Regions from separate parts of the Sus scrofa genome. Here region 2 is linked to region 1. Evidence: chromatin contacts called from public Hi-C data. All regions are on one chromosome and are shown on one strand. Each heading gives the region's core, a stretch centred on a gene start, on an enhancer-like site or on the middle of the called end of the contact. The rest is flanking DNA. Distances are from core to core; before and after follow the strand shown.

The links. Hi-C and Micro-C count contacts between places; a contact is called where the count stands out from the background.
Region 2: a Hi-C map of embryonic fibroblasts shows a contact between it and region 1, with 3 times the contacts expected there. The contact joins two enhancer-like sites. A contact is called at or near these places in 1 of 5 promoter capture datasets (liver), 27 of 47 Hi-C or Micro-C datasets (adipocytes, alveolar macrophages, brain and 15 more) and 1 of 2 datasets of contacts at active chromatin or transcription factors (skeletal muscle).

The regions. Positions count from the first base shown.
Region 1 is chr8:10,786,274-10,791,655 of Sscrofa11.1, reverse strand. CC2D2A (coiled-coil and C2 domain-containing protein 2A) reads right to left here. Exons shown (of 39, transcript XM_003128860.6): 3 at 3,799-3,882; 4 at 1,750-1,873. Among named protein-coding and RNA genes, the nearest start is that of CC2D2A, 9.8 kb to the right of the region's middle. Within about 2 kb of position 2,960, at least 38 of the 83 cell types and tissues checked have an H3K27ac peak or open chromatin away from gene starts, as enhancers often do. A contact at or near this core is called in embryonic fibroblasts and omental adipose tissue, where this site is marked.
Region 2 is chr8:11,018,948-11,024,329 of Sscrofa11.1, reverse strand. BST1 (ADP-ribosyl cyclase/cyclic ADP-ribose hydrolase 2) reads right to left here. Exons shown (of 10, transcript XM_003356861.5): 4 at 4,033-4,115; 5 at 583-659; 6 at 154-246. Among named protein-coding and RNA genes, the nearest start is that of BST1, 11 kb to the right of the region's middle. Within about 2 kb of position 2,344, at least 11 of the 83 cell types and tissues checked have an H3K27ac peak or open chromatin away from gene starts, as enhancers often do. A contact at or near this core is called in embryonic fibroblasts and omental adipose tissue, where this site is marked.

The DNA.
Region 1 (5,382 bases), core at 1,711-4,210:
GGGTTGAATTGGAGCTACAGCTGCCAGCCTATGCCACAGCCAGAGGAATGCAGGATCCAAGGGCTGTGACCTACACCACAGCTCACGGCAACGCCAGATCCTTAACCCACTGAGCAAGGCCAGGAATCGAACCCCCATCCTTGGGATACTAGTCGGCTTTGTTACCACTGAGCTGCCATAGGAACTCCCAGATGTCTAGAGAATTCTTTATCTTTCTCTGTAGCACTTCTCACCACTGGCCATACTGTGTACTTATCATTTTGTTTTTTCATTTGTCTTCTCTTGTCCCCTCTCATCCTCTAACTGGAAAATAAATTGTGGGGGTGATCCTGTTGTGCCACAGGGGGGACTGCCCCATCCTTTTTGGATTTGATCTCCACCATTGCCCCCATGGTGACAGTGAAGAGTACTTCCCTCATTCGGGGAAGAAGGAAAGAACTCACTTTTCATTATGCCACAGAACCTGACACAATCTTTTGACATTTTTCCCCCCTTGCTTTTAAAGTAACTACCTAAATTTTCCATCGTGGTGCTATAGGCTGAAATGAGTCCCCACCAAATTCATATATTGAAGCCCTAAGCCTCCATGTGACTATTTTTGGAGCAGAGCCTATAAGGAGGTGATGAAGGTTAAGTGAGGTCGTAGGGTGGGGCCCTGATATGATAGGATTAGTGTCCTTTTAGGATTAGTGTCCCTTTAGGAAGTGAGCCCACAGGGAGATGGCAGCCACCTGCAAGTCAGGAAGAGGTTTCACTGGAAACTGACCACACGGGCACTGTGATCTTAGACTTCCAGCCTCCAGAATTGTGAGAAAACAACTGTCTGTTGTGAGAGGCACTCAGTCTATGGTATCCTTTGTTAGGACAGCCTGAGTCCACGAAGACATAGTGTCATATCCAATAATGAATAATTTGTCCATTTAGAAAAGGACACAACCCTATGGAATAAGCTTGGTTCTGCTTTACAAACTTGTAACAGTTCTACTGTGTCACTGCTCTTGGGTGGGAACCCCATTTTTCTTAGGCTTGGACTTCCCATCCCTTGCTTTCAAATCCCTCTCATTTCTCATAGTTACTTTATTCCCCAGCTCAGCTACAGGGAAATAAGGTAACGACTGCGTAATAATTATGTAACCATTAAGAAGTGTAACACAGCTTCTCCTGTGGTCCAATCCACTTTTCATGAAAAGCAAGAGAGGGGTAATAATTTTCCTAAATGGGCAGATCGTGAACGATGTTCACTGTAGCGAGGGAGGGAGTGTAAATGCTGCAAAATCCAGGCCATGGCCCCTGGAGGGGGCAGGGAGTGAGTGTGTGTGTGTGTGTGTGTGTGTGTGTGTGTGTGTGTGTGTGTTGGGGGATGGGGTGAGGGAGGAAGAGGAGGAGAAGGGGCAAGGTCTCTGAGAGCCTCTGAAACATCCTCAGGTCTTCCAATATCTGATTCCAGTCCCATGTCATTGACAAATCTGCCTTCCTATTTCACCTGCCTTTGAATTTCTGCCCGTTTGATTATCTGCACCATTTCTGTTTCAGCAAATGCTGCCAAACTTCCGTGTTTACATCAGCATGTCCTGGGCTTGCGTCCTGTCTCCCAGACCGATGCCAACCTAGAAGTTACCCACAGACTTGAGGCTGGAGGGGCAGCAGACATGCACAAAAATAACACCCGTGAAAAATCGCCACATTGCTCCGTGCTGATCACAGGAGGTGATTAGCAAATACTGGTTGAACAGAACCAGAGACACTTACTCCGTTGGCCTCGTCGGGTCTTCGAGCCCAGGAGGCGCGCATCAGAACCTTCCTGCCCCGGCTCCTGTTCCTCGTCCAGACGGGGTGTTTCAGACACCATTTCCTCGGGGCCAGCCTCTGGCAGCTGTGGGCAAATGGTCAGAGGCTGTGACTCCCAGGGCTTCATCAGGACTCCGATCCTATCTCAGGATGAGGTGGGTCACTTAGCAAGGGGTCAGGCCTTCATACGACTCAGATCTAGATAGCCAATATTAGCCGTCACCCCCATCCTCTAGGGGTAGGGAGGACCCTGGGTTTCTCTAAAAGCTTTCTTGGGGTGGGGGGAAAGACTGAGGCGCCCCAAATAAAATGAATATCTTCACTTTTTCTAGGGATAACGTGTAGAGCTCTGTAGAAATGTGCGGAAAAAGGGAAGCAGGAAAATCACAACCAAACCGTTTGATCCCAGAGCTAACTCATTTGCAGACAGCTGTCAAAGGGTCCCTGGTTAATGCAGGGCAAAGAACAGGCCCTGCCTGGCTCTTTCCCCAAAGGAGGCAAGCAGGCGGGTGAGCTGAAGGTGCAGAGAGGACCCCAGGTGAGTGATGGCCTTTGGGTCAGACGGAGGCTCAGCTCCGAAATCAGATTTACTATGGGACTTTGGGGCAAATTATTGAACTTGCTAACTTTCTTGCTCATCCAGAAAAGAAGGGAAATAAAAATAGCCTATTCACTGAGATGCTGCTGCTCTATATCAGGCATTTTGCAAAGCACAGACATTTTGACTTAAATAAATGACCTGGAGTGGATCCGAGGCATCTAATTGAAGGAAAAAAAAAAAGTCCTCCAGTGATTCTGAAGTGCCGCTGGGTTAAGAAACACCACTCCAGATTTCTTGCCACGCCCCAAAGACTGCACATTGTCTGTGATCAGGGCTCTGGTGCAGTTCAGTGAATGACATGATGTCTCTGGAAAGTGCCACACCTGGGGTTACCTTCTCCCTGTTTCTGCCTCTTTCTCTGCCTCCTTCTCCTGTTCAGTCCGAGCTCCATACCCCTAGCCCTTGGTCATCGCTGCTGGCCTGTGCCTGTGGGCTTTGAGCTCTTTCCACCAGCATCAGCTTCTCTGCTGCCTCACAGGACCCCCTGGCTCTGACTGACTGCTGTGGGACAGGGTTAAAGCTCCCTGAGTGGCCAAAGGGACCAGCCACGTGGCTGGGTACCACCTCCCGCCCCTGCTGGGCTCTCCCCCGGGTAGCTCCATCCCAGCTGCTGAAAAGGCGGCTCATGGCCCCAGCCGGTCCCCAGGGCCGTGTCCTGGGGGATGGGGAAAGGGTGAGCTGAAAAGGGGGTTCCTCCCTGACTACGGCTCACCCGTGCCCTCCCCACCTTCCGGGTCTCCCCTCTCCCCGCAGCCCCATCACGTGGCTACCGGCTCAAAATGGCGCTTTCCTTCCCTCCTTCCCTCCCCTGCTGGCATCGGGGTTCTTCCCAGCACATCACCCCTCCCTGCCTCCCTCTTCAGAGGATGGACTTCTTTCCGAGGGAATCTATTTACCTGGAGAAGGTGGACCTTGCCCTGGGATGCTCACAGCCAAGGAGGGCAACTTCTGCGGAGAGCAGAGCCGGGGGAGGGACTGCCAGCAGGCCCGGGAGGGAGACGGGAGTTGGCCTTTGGTTTTAAACTGAGGTGGAATTCGAGCTTGGAGTGGGAGAAAGTGGGAGTTCCCCAAGATTTGTAACCCTGCAGTGCCATCTACCGCCGGTCTTAGTGTATGGCCTTTGATGATGGCACTTAAAAGGGCTCTTTCTGTCATTTCCAAATTTCTCTTTCAGGGGATGGGAAACACCTTAGAGGGAAAATGCTCCAGGTACCTCGCTTGGCTTCCTGGGGAGGGTTTTCCCTAAGGCCCCACACCTGATCCTTGGCCTGGACCCTCTACTCCTATCCCTGCCTCTCCCAGAGAAGGGCCAAGTGGTGGTACCCACAGGAAGATGTGATCCCTCCGGGTACAGTGGGTGGTTCATCAACAGCTGGACAGACAGACGTGTGCTTCTGACATTTCCTTACCTGTTTCTTTCTTTTTTGTCTTGGCACCTTTGGGGTCTTCTTCTGTCTTCCTGCACCTGCATCCTCACCGTCTTCAATAAACTCCTTGTTAAAATGCAAATAGATAAGTTGTCACTTGGGTGTGTGTGTCTGTGTGTGTGTGTGTGTGTGTGTGTGTTGGGAAAGGATGGGAGGAGGGGACGAGGGGTGTGGTTTTTAGGTGTTAAAATGACTGCCTGTCTCCAGAGCCTCCACCCACTAAAGTTAAGTGAGTGAAGGGCAGTTGACCCATCTCAGCAGCCATCATCGTCTCTCCAAATAGACGTGTTCTTGAAAGGTTGACTCCAAATGGAAAGCTTGTCAATGAAATGGTGTTGGAGCTTCCCTTGCCCCAGGTGCTCATTCACTGCACAGGGCATTTATTGAGTGCCTACTGTGTTCCAGGCCTTGGGGGCACAGAGATACTCCCAGTGACTTCCCTCAAAGTCATAATCTAATGAAGGTCACGGATGAATGAAAGCCAGGACAGGCGTGCTGACCTGGAGGCAGGACAGGACCCTGCGCGGGATGACATCAGAATCATACTACGGGTTTTTTTCCAGAGTTGGGCTTTTCAGCTTCCCAGCTTCACTATCAGATAGAGAATCATGAGGATACATGTTAAATCGCCATGGAAGTTGCGATTTAATGGAAAGAGGTGCAGGTCTTTTTGCAAAGGGAGCTATCCTTTCACCGTGCATACTTCTTTTTCCATAATTAGGCTTTTTAACTTTTAGTTATGCAATGTGAGAGCCAAAGCCTCTCAAATTCCAATCTTTGAAGTGTTCTAGTCCTAGGGTTTTCCAAACCAGGGCCCAAGCACCTCTGGATGTAAAAGAAGTTGTAAGATAAACCCAGAAGTTGTAAGTGTACCGAATTTATTAGCATTTCTCCTCCTAACATTTGGACACTTTTGTTTTTATACTGAAACTAACTTGGAACACAAAGCATGGGTTTTAATCACATCAGATTTTGAAGAAACAGCATGCTGGTTGTGTGCCCTTGGCTATGGGGGAAGACTTGAACTTCAGCTGCCGACGACTGAGGGCACCCTCACTCAGGCCTCCCTCTTTAGGGCCTATCAGGAATCCACCAACTTAGATTATAAGATGATAACATTGAGATATGCAATCGTGGTTTTTTTTTTTTTTTTTTTTTTCTATTTAGGGCGTATGGAAATTCCCAGGTTAGGGGTCAAATCTGAGCTGCAGATGCTGGCCTACACCACAGCCATAGCAACAGGGATCCTTAACCCACTGAGTGAGGCCAGGGATTGAACCCGAATCCTCATGTCTACTAGTCAGGTTCTTAACCTGTTGAGCCACCATGGGAACTCTGCAATTGTGGTTCTTAATTCAAGTCTAAATCTTGTGGGCTTAAGATAGACATAGAGTTGTGAGAAGTTTACATCATTTTTTTTTTTTGCTTTATAATAAAGTTTTTTTGTTTGTTTTGTTTTTTGTTTTTGTTTTGTTTTGTTTTTGCTTTTTAGGGCTGCTCCTGTGGCTTACGAAGGTTCCCAGGCTAGGGGTCAAATCAGAGCTACAGCTGCCAGCCTATGCCACA
Region 2 (5,382 bases), core at 1,095-3,594, 230 kb before region 1:
CCACAGGTGTGGCCCTTAAAAGGAAAAAAAAAAGGAAACCCAGAAGACCCCTGTTTCCCCAGAAATGAAAATGTACGTAAATCAGACTGGATCATATTGCAGCCAAGAAAAGCGTGTTGTGCCATGAGCATCACCAGTAGCACCGTAACTTACAATTTGGGTCCCCCGATTTCATGCATAACCCAGATCTCGATTCGTGTGACTTTATCCTTCTGTAAGTTGGGAACTTCAAAATCTGCAAAAAACCTGAGAAACAGGAAAGACATTTCTTAAAGTCCAAAAGCCATACGATACTGTTCCCCTATCATTTTTAGTTGATTTACATATCACTTTTGTTTTAAAACTTCAGGGGGTTGCTTTTTAGCTTTAATATTTAGGTTGCTTATTTCTTTCATGCACTCATCTGCAGTTAGAGGTATAAAGACATAGACGGGCTCTGATCTCAGGTGATTCAATTGTTTTGCTCCAGCTGAACAAACGTACAAAAGCGAGCCTTAGGAGGATTCTCTGAAGCCTCCATGCAAAACAACAAAAACCACATTTTGGCCTCTTTGTCGTTTATGTTGCTGTTTACATTCTTACCCTTTTACGGGATACGCTCCTGTGGGCTCTGAACCGTTCAGCATGACGTAGATCACCCCAGAACTCTCTTTTGCATACTGCAAAAACAAACAGGTCTTTTGAGTAATCTAAGACAATTTTTCGGCTATGAAATGGTCTTTTTTTTTTTTTTTTTCTTAACTCTCAGTACTGGCAAGGATGTGATAAATTTAGCATCTCATAGAGTTGAAGGGATGCAAATGAGTATATCTCGAAAAGGAAATTGCTTTGAAATGTCACAAACTCATCGACTCCGTAATTCTATGTCTGGGAATCTACTACCCCAAAATACGCTGTATCAGCTGGTACACACTGACATAAGCTGCCATGACAAACCACCTCAAAAGCACAGTGGCTTTGGAGTTCCCTGTGGCTCAGTAGTAACAAACCCAACTGGTACCCACGAGGGTACAGGTTCGTTCCCTGGCCTTGCTCAGTGGGTTGGGGAGCTGGCGTTGCCTTGGGCTGTGGTGTGGGTTGCAGACATGGCTCGGATCCTGCATTGCTGTGGCTGTGGCATAGGCCAGCAGCTGCAGGTCCCATTGGACCCCTAGCCTGGGAACGTCCATGTCAAAAAAAAAAGCGCACAGTGGTTTTAACAAGAAAGATGTATTTCATGCACACACTACATATTCGTCATAGGGTTTTGTCTTTGGGGCGTAAGGGTTTGCTCCATTTTGTCCTCCCAGCCGACAAAGTGTCCACGTCTGCAGACTCACTGGTTATCAAGTGAAGGGAGAAGAAAGGGGCAAATCCACAGAGCAGTTCTTAAAGGCTTCCACCCGGAAGTCACACGGTCACCCCTACTCACATCTTATGGGCCAGTGTCAGTCACACAGAAGTAACCTCGAGAGACAATGAGAGTGCAAAACACATGCTCAGAAGATGAGCCAGAAATACTTGGTAAACAGCACAAAGCATCAGCCGGTGCACGGAGATGCGCACAGAACCATACAGAGCAGCACAGTCTGAAACCAATCGACGACAGTCAACCGCAGGGAAGGGTAAGGAAACATGGCACAGACATGTCTGAAATCTTAGCCAGCCTTTACTAAAAGGAGCTCCAACCGTGGTGCAGCGGGGAAACAAATCCGACTAGGAACCATGAGGTTTCAGGTTCAATCCCTGGCCTCGCTCAGTGGGTTAAGGATCTGGCATTGCCATGAGCTGTGGTGTAGGTCGCAGATGTGGCTTGGATCCAGCATTGCTGTGGCTGTGGCGTAGGCCGCCAGCTACAGTTCTGATTACGCCCCTAGCCTGGGAACCTCCATATACCACAGGTGTGGCCTTAAAAAAAAAAAGTCTACAAAAGATTTGCAAGAGCATAGGAAGTGCTTCCAGCCAAAGCCTATGTGAGACCAGGTGGGTGGGGCATGACCTCTACTGGGCTAACAATTTGGGGCAGAGATGTCCCTTGCGGTGCAGTGGGTTAAAGATCCTGAGTTATCACCGCAGTGGCTCAGGTCTCTGGCTGTGGCAGGGGTTCGATTCCTAGCCCAGGAATTTCCACATGCCTGGATGTAGCAAAAAAAGAAAAAGAAATGAATGGGCAGAAGTCTGAGAATATTAGGCAACCCCTGGAATTTCCAAGGGAGAGACAGGTCCAGAGAAACTCCCAAATCTCCAGTTCAGGACACCACTAGAGCATGTAATTTCCCTGATGAAATGTTCATTCTAGAGTGAAGGCCAGCTTGGGGCCAGAGCGACCACACAGCACAGAGATCCACATGGCTGGGCTTGTGCTCTAGCAGAGCAACACCCCGTACCAGCCGCCACAAAGTCAACCATCTGCTCCACGTCAGACACGTCTCAGATTCCTTCCAAATACACAAACAGTCACGGTTAAATCTGCAAATGCCAAGGTCTGACGATTGCTGTGCCAAAGGATTTGCCCTTAGGTGGCCGGAATAAGGATGATTAGTTTTCTTATTTAGACTTTCTACAAGTTGCCTGTCTCTATCTTGGGAAGCTTTTACACTGATGCTGAAAATGTTTTTTTTTTTCATTAAAAAAAAAAAAAAAAGTATGCCGCTCCAGTGAGGCTGAATGAAGTCATGGTTGAAAATTTGGTCTCTGCCTGCTGCACGCCTTAGCTCTGTAACACGTCTAAGTTGCTTGGTCTCTCCGTGCCTCATTTTTCCTATTTGTCAAACAAGGGTATTGAGTCCCTACCCCATAGGATTGTTGTAAGGTGATACTTACCACTCACTGAACACGCCTCTGCTGCCGCTCCGACCCTCTCCTCCTCACTATCCTGAACTGTATCTCCGCAGGTTCAGATACCCAACATATTCTAAGGGCTCAAAAATGTGGGCACGATTATTAGATGCCCATGCTAGAGCTGGGGCAAGTGTAACATGGGGCTTGGAGCACACACTTTGAAGTCAGGCAGATCTGCTGGGTAGATACGGGCTTTGTATGGAGAAGGTTGATATCCCCCCTGAGCTGTTGTTGTGATCCCATGCTCAGTTGATGACAGATGCACAGCCTCCCACTTCTCAGTGAGGGGCTCAGGCAGCTCCCCGGCTGACGGCTGGAAGCCTGGACCCCAAAAGGAACCTATGAGAAGCAGGTGCTGATGGGGGGCTCCCACTGACTGGCAGGAGGGCGCAGGAATAAGGGCTGCCTCTGAGACGGGCGCTCTGTTTAGTTCCAAACTGCAGCTGCGGTGGAGGGTTTGACAAAGTCCCTCTCCTCAGATTAGCAGTGGACACCTGGGGATCCAGAGCAGGAAAGGGGACCAAAAGAGACACAGATAGCCCTGAACGGGGCTTGGTGGCAGTGAGTGGAGTTCTGAGGTCCACCCGCCTCCTCGTTGATAGAGCTACCAGTTAATAGGCGGCTCTGTGTCAGACACTGAACTGAAAACTTCACCCTCTTTATTCGAAATCTTTGGTCTAATGCAGGTGACAGAAAACGTAGGCTGGGATCCCTGGCATTCTGTAGCTACTGATGGCTCTCATCCTCTCTGAGAAACAGACCTACGTTGAGGGACCATTTCTGTGTCTCCACTTTATCCCCCGTCTCCTCTCACCTCCTCTCCCACCTACATCAGCCTCATGGACCTTTCTGACCCCAGCACCTAGATCTCAGGTGTTGCAAGGTCTCCTATTAAAGCAGGGGTCACCCCCCTTTACATAGCAAATCAACATCACCTTGATTTGAAATACTAACAGCCACCACGATGCGATCGTAATAATGACTGTTTCATAGCCTCATCTGGAGCTGATATTCAGGAAGTCTCCTTTGTGCCAGGCATTGCATTAAGCTCCTCACCTCTTTATGGAGCAGAGAGGGGGAATCAGAATGTTGCAAAGGAGCAAGTGAGACTCAAGAAGCTATGACCCGATGGTCCAGCCTCTGAACCCCTCTGTGCCATGGTCACAAGGCCCCGCACCAGCTCAGCCACCCCGCCATCTGTCCTACAATTACCTGGATGGAGGCACTTTTCCAGTAAGAATCCACAGGATTGTTTTCGCAGTCGTTGGATGTGGGGCAGGACTGGTAGTCGAGTCCTACGGGGAAAACAAATGCGTTTTGTTTCAAGATTCCATCAGGGATGGATATTTGCTGGCTTCACAAAATATATTGAACCTCATTCAGCATAATGTGCATGGGCTTAACGTTCCCCTTCGGCCCACCGAATCCACAAGGAGCCTGGCCCGGGAACACTCATCTCCAATACAAAGACATCTGTCATTTTGCTCGGTACAAATGTAGGAAGGCAGAACACTAAACAGCTGAGTTATTTCTCTACAGGAGCGCTATCAAGGGCTCCTGTAGAGAAAGAAATATTTTCAAGTAAAAGTATATAAATTTTTTGGATTTATTGGGAGAAATGCCTTCACCGCTTAGCCCAGCTCTACCAAGGGCTCCTGTAGAGAAAGAAATATTTTCAAATAAAAGTATATAAATTTTTTGGATTTATTGGGAGAAATGCCTTCACCACTTAGCCCAGGTTTGGAAGTAAATACAAAAAAAAAGAACACGCGTTCCCACTGTAGCTCAGTGGTAAACGAGACTAGTATCCATGAGGATGCAGGTTCGATCCCTGGCCTCGCTCAGTGGGTTAAGGATCTGGCGTTGCCGTGAGCTGTGGTGTAGGTTGCAGACTCGGATTGGATCTGGTGTTGCTGTGGCTGTGGCATAGGCCAGCAGCTGTAGCTCCGATTAGATCCCTAGCCTGGGAACCTCCATATGCCTCGGGTGCAGCCATAAAAAGACAAAAAACAAAAAATGAATACAGAATAACAAAACAACAAAGCATCAGTTCTTAACCAGAAAAGAGAATTTTTTTGGTGGTGCCAGCCACACACAGAAGTTCTTGGGCCGGGATCACACTGACAGCAACCTGAGCCATAGCGGTGGCAATGCCGGATCCTTAATCTGCTTAGCCACCAAGGAATGCCAAAGAGAAATTTTATAACGTGTAAAATGCACAAGATGTTAAAATGTCTTCCATTTTAAAATTGTAAGAACAGGAGTTCCTGCTGTGGCGCAATTGGGAGGTTTGGGGGGATGGCTCTGCAGTGCCAGGATACAGGTTGGATCCCCAGCCCAGCACAATTAGTTAAAGGATCCCTCACTGCCACAGCTACAGCGAAAGTGCAAACTGTGGTTTGGATCTGATCCCTGGCCTGCAAACTCCATATGCTGCAGGGCACCCAAAAGAGAAAAAAAAAATTATAAGGACAAAATCAGCAGATATACAAATGGGATTTGCTTCCTACTGACTATAAAAGAAGGAGAAAGTGCTCATTACAAGTCATTCCAGGGAGAATG